Linked DNA regions of Mus musculus: all the other regions are linked to region 1. A link is a contact called in public HiChIP or PLAC-seq data. All regions are on one chromosome and are shown on one strand. The core of a region is the stretch at or near the end of the contact, and the rest is flanking DNA. Distances in the headings are between cores, read along the strand shown. Region 1 holds the start of Ascl1 (achaete-scute family bHLH transcription factor 1). Region 2 holds the start of 4930555G07Rik (RIKEN cDNA 4930555G07 gene). Region 3 overlaps 1700113H08Rik (RIKEN cDNA 1700113H08 gene).

Region 1 (2,700 bases), core at 199-2,698:
ATCAGACCTGGTGACTTCTGGACAAAACTACCAGAAGAGTGCCCTCCGCCTAGTTCTGCCTGTGTAGACCCGACCAGAGACTACCCCAGGGTGCACCAGAGCAGTCTGAGACCTTTGCCTGCAGTGCTTTGCTTTTCTAAGCTGGACTGGGTTCGGACAGAGTGCCAGCCTGAGGGCCCGGGAATGCGCCTGGGCAGGCACTGTCCCAGCAGCCCGGTGACCGCTGCAGGCACCTCCCCTTCTCTCGCGGTGCCAGCACACGGCCTCAGCGGGCTCCGCTCCCAGTCGCCTGCCACCGGTCCGCCAGGCACACGCCTGGGGCGGGATAGAGGCTGCGCCAAGGCCTCCAAGGCGCCTGAGACAGGGAGGGACAAGGAGGGAAGACTTTCAGTTAGCTCAAATCCAGTCACTCTTTATTCCACACAGCCCACAGCTTCTTTCTCCAGAAGATCTGAAATATCCCAGAATGCCCTCCTTTCCCATAGCGTCTAGCAAGCATCTTTCAGAGGAGTGGCGGCTGTTATAGAGGGCCAGAAACAGATAACCCTGAGTGCCTTCCTGCATACACTTCCCCACACCACTGTGTCTCACAAAAGCTAGCCTCCAACTTATTCTCCTGCCTCAGCTTCTTAGGGAACTGTCAACCTATCCTGTTCATGACTCCCTATCCTTCCCACCCTTAGCGAGTTGTGCCCAGCACATCCAATCCTTGAAGCTGAATGGAACAGCAGTGGCAACCCCATATGGCTGCAGAGGGAAAGGCTGCTCAGACAGGGTAGAACTTACTGAGACCACAAAGCTAGTGAGAGGACTCAAGTTCTCATACAGAGAGACCACTAGTGTGCAAACGCTCTCCCCTCCTACCTTCCTAAACCTAATGGCAAACATTTTATTTTTTAGGGTCACAAAGAATCCTCCGGAGTTACTGCGGAGAGAAGAAAGGGGGGAAGCAGAAGCCCAGCCCTCCACTTCCAAGAGTTCCCTTTGCCACTTTTTCTGCCTAAACCCTTCCCTGAATTTTCTTCCAAGTTCTCAGGAGACTCCAAAGACACTTTTCCCTCCAGACTTTCCACCTAGGCACCCCAAGTCCAGGAGTTATTTGCCCCCCCCCTTTTTTAAAAAGGCCCCCATTTCTAGAGCCACCCCCTGGCTCCCGGAGCCACCGCCCCGAGCGCGCGGCCTGTTTATTCAGCCGGGAGTCCGGCACGCGCCGGGCGCACGCACTGCAACAACAAACCAGGCTGAATGGAGAGTTTGCAAGGAGCGGGCGCGGGCAACTGGAGGGGGGGGGGGCGAGAGGGAGGGAGCTGAGGAGGTGGGGGAAGAGGAGGGGTAGTGGGGGCTGCAGCCGCTCGCTGCAGCAGCGGGGAGTGGGGGGCGAGGCGGGGCCAGGGCTGCGCGTGGGGCTGGGTGTCCCATTGAAAAGGCGGCCGCACCGCAGCCGCCCAGCAGTCTCTCACTTCTGGCCAGGGAACGTGGAAGGCGTACCGGCTGGGAGCCGGTTAGGGAGGGCGAATTGGGGGGAACGAGAGAGCAATTAGAAAGAAAGGGGGTTCAACCAAATAATCCCAGAAGCAGGCTCAAGCCCAGGCTGGAGCAAGGGAGAGCGGGCGCAAGAAAGCGCAGCCCCGGAGCAGCTCCACCTGGCAGAGTGCGCTCGGCACTGACTTTTGCGGCTGCTTTCCTTTTCCCTTTCCTCTTTTAAAACCGAGAAGGCGCCGGCGGCGGCCGCACACGCGAGCGCCACGCGAGGCTCCCGAAGCCAACCGCGGCGGGAGGAGGGGAGGGAGGAGGCGGCGCAGAGGGAAGACGATCGCCCAGGCACCTTCCTCCGCTGCAGCCTGACAACTCTGCCTCCTTCTGCGCGTTTCTTCCCCTTTAACTTTCCTCCGGGGCTCGTTTCTCCCCTCTCCTTTTTCTTCGTCCCCCTTTGATCGTGCTTCGCAGCCCCGCTTCCTTCAAGGGCTCTGCGCACCCTGCGTCCCCAACTCGTTCTCCCCCGCGACAGTTTGGCCCGGCATGGAGAGCTCTGGCAAGATGGAGAGTGGAGCCGGCCAGCAGCCGCAGCCCCCGCAGCCCTTCCTGCCTCCCGCAGCCTGCTTCTTTGCGACCGCGGCGGCGGCGGCAGCGGCGGCGGCCGCGGCAGCTCAGAGCGCGCAGCAGCAACAGCCGCAGGCGCCGCCGCAGCAGGCGCCGCAGCTGAGCCCGGTGGCCGACAGCCAGCCCTCAGGGGGCGGTCACAAGTCAGCGGCCAAGCAGGTCAAGCGCCAGCGCTCGTCCTCTCCGGAACTGATGCGCTGCAAACGCCGGCTCAACTTCAGCGGCTTCGGCTACAGCCTGCCACAGCAGCAGCCGGCCGCCGTGGCGCGCCGCAACGAGCGCGAGCGCAACCGGGTCAAGTTGGTCAACCTGGGTTTTGCCACCCTCCGGGAGCATGTCCCCAACGGCGCGGCCAACAAGAAGATGAGCAAGGTGGAGACGCTGCGCTCGGCGGTCGAGTACATCCGCGCGCTGCAGCAGCTGCTGGACGAGCACGACGCGGTGAGCGCTGCCTTTCAGGCGGGCGTCCTGTCGCCCACCATCTCCCCCAACTACTCCAACGACTTGAACTCTATGGCGGGTTCTCCGGTCTCGTCCTACTCCTCCGACGAGGGATCCTACGACCCTCTTAGCCCAGAGGAACAAGAGCTGCTGGACTTT
Region 2 (2,700 bases), core at 145-2,644, 260 kb after region 1:
ATGCTCCCCAAATGACGGGCATGAGGTTGAACTTACAGTGGTCCCAAGAACTTTGATGACCAGATACCCAGAATACTCAATCAACACTGATGATCTGCGTGTTCTCCAGAGTAAACCAAACTAATAACCAGTAATAAGAAAACTCACCTTAAGAACTCCATTAACCTGAAAGCTTTAGAGTTTGGTTTACCACTTTTTCAAAGTTTCTCAGGTGTCAAAAACACTGCTAGTTTTAAAAAAATTAAATAATTTTCAGGGGAACTGAACATATCCCTAAATGTAATGCCATTTTCTTACAATAGTACCTCACTCCTTTTGAAATTCTAAGACTTTGGGAGATGAAGAAATGGCTCAGCAGTTAAGAGCGCCCAAGCTGCTCTATGCAGAGGACCTGAGTTCACCTCCAAATACCAGCAATTCAGTTCCAGGGGATCCCATGACCTCTTCTGACTCTATGGGTAACAGGCACACCTATAGAACATACGCATGCATGCAGGCAAAAACTCATAAGCATAAGATAAAAAAAACTCAATCTTTAAAAAACAAATTCTGAGACTTAAAATTTGAACACAGGGTGCAATGTCTCAAATGTAGCCACACCATTACCTGCATGTAGACATTTATATGACATCGAACTAAAGGGAAAATATTAAAGTAAAATATTAAATTAAGTAAAGTAAAATATTAAATCTTTATAACCCCCATGCATCAAACTTCCCACATCCAAGCCTGTGGGGAAACTGGAAGACTGTAGTAGACAGACTTCATGTTGATCCCATTGCTTCCTGTTTCTCCATGAATATTAAAACTATCAAATGTCACCTCATAAAATCACTGACAAAGCTAACAGACACTATATTGTGATTCAAATCAGCCATGTGAGTCTGTTAAAACCCAAAATGTTTTAAATGTGTTGTTTAGAATGGCCAGTTTGACAGTACGTTCTTTAAGAAGCCAGACTTCCCTATTACAAATCAGAAACTTTGGAATCTTCTCCTTTAAAACAAACAAACAAACAAACAAACACATTAAACTTACTTCCAAGTGTTTCAAAGCCACCAGCTAGGATCTGGCTTCAGGTTTCTGACACAAAACCCTTCATATAGCCTAAAGAATTTCCCTAGGCACATCAGAAGCAATCGGATTTCATGTTAACTATTATATTACAGGCATTCAATTAGGTTTTCCAAACGTTCATGTAGAAATCCCGAAGGCCGTTAGAAAATATCCTTAGCCTTAAGCCTAGGCTGGCAAGTGAAACCGTCTACCTGTAACAGCAAAACAAAAGCCCGACCTTCCGATCCCAGCAGGCCACACTGCAAAGTGGCACGCGGTGCATTGTGCAGCGCAAATTCTTTGTAACAGTGGGAGACACTGCAGAACAAAAATACTATTACAAATGCTTCAAAAAGAACATTTTTTGGCGGCGATAGAGACTTTTGACATTATTTATTAGGTTCAAAAATGCTTTACAAAGCGTAACAATGGTTCTGTGGAAACCAATACATCTGAGGCCCTTTCTGTTGTTCTGGGCAGGCATTGATTGGAAGATGGGCAGAGCTCGCAGAACAATTCCTTCTCAGCAGTTAGTGTGAGTATTCACCACGGGCTTCGAAAGACTCTGTGAACAAGCCTTATGGAAATCCTGGGGTGGGCGCGGGGCCACTGAGGAGCAAGCCTTCATTAACTTCTTGGAAAATAAACGGGTAGAAGAGCCCACGAGCAGAGGCAAGGGCTCTTTGACCACACGGGCGGGGAAAGAGATAACTGCCTTTGGCCTCCGTTCAGTGGGGAGATGAGGATGCTTGAGGGTCGTCTCTGGTGTTATGGCAACCGCGCCTCTTCCTAATGCACTTCCGCACACGGTTAGGGAATCTGTTTGTGTTGGAGATCCCGAGGCTGTAGCTTTATCCTCCTGCACGGTTTCAGAAGTCTTACAGCTGATCGGCTGGGAAGAGTAGTTCTGACTGACACTTCTGCAGAGGCCAATGGCGGTAAAAGGTCTCAGCGCAGGACCTGGAAGAAAAAGCAGAGCTACAGTAGAACTCCAGCCTTTGGACAAGGATCACAGGGCAGCAGCTGGGATGGAGAGAGAGAAAAGAGAATTCCTGGCTATCCTGTGACATAATTCAAATGCTGAATTTCCCTTTGCTGGCACCTGAAACAGGATCCGGAGTGTGAGATCAGTGTTTCAAAGGAACCTGTTCAAATCTTCCAAGAAAACGAAGAAAGTGGGACGCCATCTTCTGATTTTCAGAAGTTTGTAAAGAGAAAAGTTATTGAATCATGTTAGGTATGCTAGAAAAGATCAATGGCCCAGCTCAGACTGACAACTAACGATCTGAAAAACAAATCCAAAAGTTACTTCGTCGATTTTATTAGAAGTTATAAAACCAGATGAAAAATGAAAACAAAAAATAGATTACCCTGAAGCTGAGTCTACCCATCAATACTCTCTCCCACTGACATTGATATCAGGTTTAATTTTTTTTCTTTGCTCAATCATACCTACATTGTTATACATTCTATCTGCATTATAAGCATATAGTACTACGTTTTTTTTATTTGAGAAATTCTACACATTAACCACACACATTAGAAGTCTATTCCTTTACTAATAAATTAAGATAATGTAATGTTTTAAATCATTCTCTGCAAGTCTCTACAGGATTTTCAGTAACCAGAAAATTGCTAGAATAT
Region 3 (2,700 bases), core at 45-2,544, 370 kb after region 1:
GAAGGCTCCGTGAAGTGAGAATCCTTTGTTTTGTTCATTGCCCTACACCTAAAGGAATGCCTGGTATATATTCTACTCCATAAAACTCGCTCATCATCCAAAAACAAAACAAACAAACAAAAAGCCAGGCATGGTGGCACATGCCTTTAATCCCAGCACTTGGGAGGCAGAGGCAGGCGGATTTCTGAGTTCGAGGCCAGCCTGGTCTACACAGTGAGTTCCAGAACAGCCAGGACTATACAGAGAAACCCTGTCTCAAACAACAACAATAGCAGCAACAAACTTGCTTATCGTAAGATTTTTAAAACACCTTACAAATCCACTTAAGCAGGTGCGTGCGTGCGTGCGTGCGTGCGTGCGTGCGTGCGTGCGTGCGTGCGTGCGTGCGTGCGTGCGTGTGTATGTGTGGCTTGCTCAGCTTGCTTTCTTATAGAACCTAAGACTACCAGCCCAGGGATGGCACCACCCACAAGGGGCCTCCTCACTTGATCACTAATTGAGAAAATGCCCCACAGCTGGATCTCATGGAGGCATTTCCCCAACTGAAGCTCCTTTCTCTGTGATAACTCCAGCCTGAGTCAAGTTGACACAAAAACCAGACAGTGCAGAAACCAAAAGCATTACTGATCCCAAAGCTCTAACAACAGTGGCCTCCTGCTGCCTGCTCCCTCCACTTTCTCCACCGTGGGATATCACGTCTTCTGGTCCTGATGCTCAGGACCAGGCACTCGAGTTTGCAGTCTCTGCCATAGCACAACTGCCAGAAATGTTTGCTCTTCAGGCAAGCAATACATCTCAGTTCTATATGCTACCATCCTGGACAGAGGAGAAGGGGGCATCACTAGCAGGACCTCCCCCAGCCCCCCACATTGTTTCTGTATGACAGATTTGCCAGCTTTTGCCTATGCTCATTATTAACCATTTCACCAAAGTGGGTGTGTCTTTCTCCCTTTCTTTTTTTATTCTTACATGAGATATTGGAAAAGCCCAGCATTTCTAAACATCTTTGGAACCACTCGTTAACATCTAATAAAGATGTCCTCCGGCCACCTCAGCCACAGTAGGAATTAATCCCTTTGTGAGGTCACAGGAGACACACAGTATGAGCTTAGCACCAGGTCACACTGAGAGGGAGACTTGCCGCTTCTCAAATTACTTTCTTATAAAAGATGCTAAAGTGCCTCACACTCCCCATCTGCCTATCTGCTGGAAAAGTGGCTCTCCTCTCTAGCACATGATCTGCTCAATAGATGATTCCTTACAGTCCTCAGAATACCCTCAGCACAGCTCACTTTCCAATGTCCACTTACAAACCAGCTGTGGAAAAGCGTGTGTTTGCACAGTGCTTAACGGTTGCTAGTCGCCTCTCCTGAACCTTCCCCTTGCTAACCCACAGCTTGTCTATAAGACTTAAATGTCACACAATTTAAAAGTATCTATTTCATGTTGGTCATAGATTGGGCAATTATCTGACATGTAGGACCACTTGGAAACACACACTCCAGAAACCAATATGTTTTCCCATAAATACTAACACTGTCCGGGTGCTACGCTGTTGGGAAAGTCTCCAGTGTTGAAAGGGAATGCAAGCCCTGGAGAGTGGTGCTGTGGACAGCTCCCTAGGAGGCGCCTAGAGAGTTCCCCTCCTGATAGCCAGGCCCCAGGAGGGACCAACAACCAAGGCTGGTTCCAAATTCTAACCAAGCAAGTCCCATCCAGCCTGGGAGCCAAGACTAGGGAGAGAAAGAATGTGTGGCTGAGGCAGAGGTGTGCACAGTGCAGATGCGGGAGCTTCCAGGTCGAAGCAAGTTTGCTCCAGGAGCTTGGCCATGGGGTGATGGAAAAGCAGTGGCTAGAACTCTTTAGAGCATTTCCATCATGTGAAAAGTGTTCGCTCACTCACATAATTACTTGGTAAATGCCTAGTGTTTACTGCGTGCCGGAACTGGAGATACATCGAAAGTAAGGTGCACTTGCCCTTTCTCATGGAGTTTATATTCTGGCACAGAGAGACACTGAACAAATACTCGTTGAATTGGTCAGTTGCGGAAAACCGCTAAGTCAGCAGTCTTCTGTGCTTCAGTCCACTTCTCTTCCTCCCCCTCTAGAGAGGGTAATAGGATGTTGGCATCAGATAGGCTGTCAAGAGACTTGCTGCAATATTTGGAATTTAGTAAAGGAGACTAATAAAACTACAATTTCACAGTCACCATTAACGATAACCCTTATATAAAACATTTCTTTTTTAAAATCTGCTTGTGTATCTGCGCACCGTTTACATGCAGTTCCTTTGGTGGCCAGAAGAGGGCGCTGAATCCTCAAAAGCAGGAGTTAGAGACAGTGTCAGCTAAAATGTGGGTGTTGGGAACTGAACCCCTGTTCTTTGGAGGAACAGGAAGTGCTCTCAAACACTGAGCCATCTCTTCTAGTTCCACATCGTTTTCTTAAGATTACAGAACATTTTTTTCAAACTTATTTATTTTCAATAGTATATAAAACAGCTATCCTTCCAGTATTTCATACATGTTTAAGTTGTTCGCATACATACACTTACATCATACACTCACTACTCCTTTCAGTCAAAAATTCTATAAATTCAGGGTCAACAAGCATAAGGCCCTGGATTTAGTCCAGAGCCTATATAAAGGCATGTGTGTGTGTGTGTGTGTGTGTGTGTGTGTGTGTGTGTGTATGTGTGTG

What was found. HiChIP or PLAC-seq counts read pairs in DNA pulled down with a chosen protein or histone mark.
Region 2: an H3K27ac HiChIP or PLAC-seq map of embryonic brain shows a contact between it and region 1, with 13 times the contacts expected there. The contact joins the promoter of 4930555G07Rik here to the promoter of Ascl1 in region 1. A contact is called at or near these places in 1 of 39 promoter capture datasets (embryonic stem cells), 2 of 484 Hi-C or Micro-C datasets (both in embryonic stem cells), 15 of 115 datasets of contacts at active chromatin or transcription factors (SST interneurons, VIP interneurons, astrocytes and 11 more) and 2 of 9 other capture datasets (embryonic stem cells and embryonic tail).
Region 3: an H3K4me3 HiChIP or PLAC-seq map of neural tube shows a contact between it and region 1, with 5 times the contacts expected there. The contact joins the enhancer-like site here to the promoter of Ascl1 in region 1. A contact is called at or near these places in 3 of 39 promoter capture datasets (embryonic stem cells and neural stem cells), 3 of 15 datasets of contacts at CTCF or cohesin (embryonic stem cells, pro-B cells and stem cell-derived epiblast-like cells), 19 of 484 Hi-C or Micro-C datasets (embryonic stem cells, gonadal supporting cells, nephron progenitors and 1 more), 13 of 115 datasets of contacts at active chromatin or transcription factors (SST interneurons, craniofacial prominence, embryonic basal ganglia and 8 more) and 2 of 9 other capture datasets (embryonic stem cells and embryonic tail).

The regions. Positions count from the first base shown.
Region 1 is chr10:87,492,408-87,495,107 of GRCm38.p6, reverse strand. Ascl1 (achaete-scute family bHLH transcription factor 1) reads left to right here and starts at 1,448. Exons shown (of 2, transcript NM_008553.5): 1 at 1,448-2,700. The coding sequence starts at 2,020.
Region 2 is chr10:87,229,322-87,232,021 of GRCm38.p6, reverse strand. 4930555G07Rik (RIKEN cDNA 4930555G07 gene) reads right to left here and starts at 1,394. Exons shown (of 3, transcript NR_165498.1): 1 at 1,039-1,394. 1700113H08Rik (RIKEN cDNA 1700113H08 gene) reads right to left here. Exons shown (of 6, transcript NM_029685.1): 6 at 1,423-2,016. The coding sequence ends at 1,580.
Region 3 is chr10:87,126,000-87,128,699 of GRCm38.p6, reverse strand. All of the region lies in intron 3 of 1700113H08Rik (RIKEN cDNA 1700113H08 gene), which reads right to left. Among named protein-coding and RNA genes, the nearest start is that of 1700113H08Rik, 69 kb to the right of the region's middle. Within about 2 kb of position 1,294, at least 4 of the 459 cell types and tissues checked have an H3K27ac peak or open chromatin away from gene starts, as enhancers often do. A contact at or near this core is called in neural tube, where this site is marked.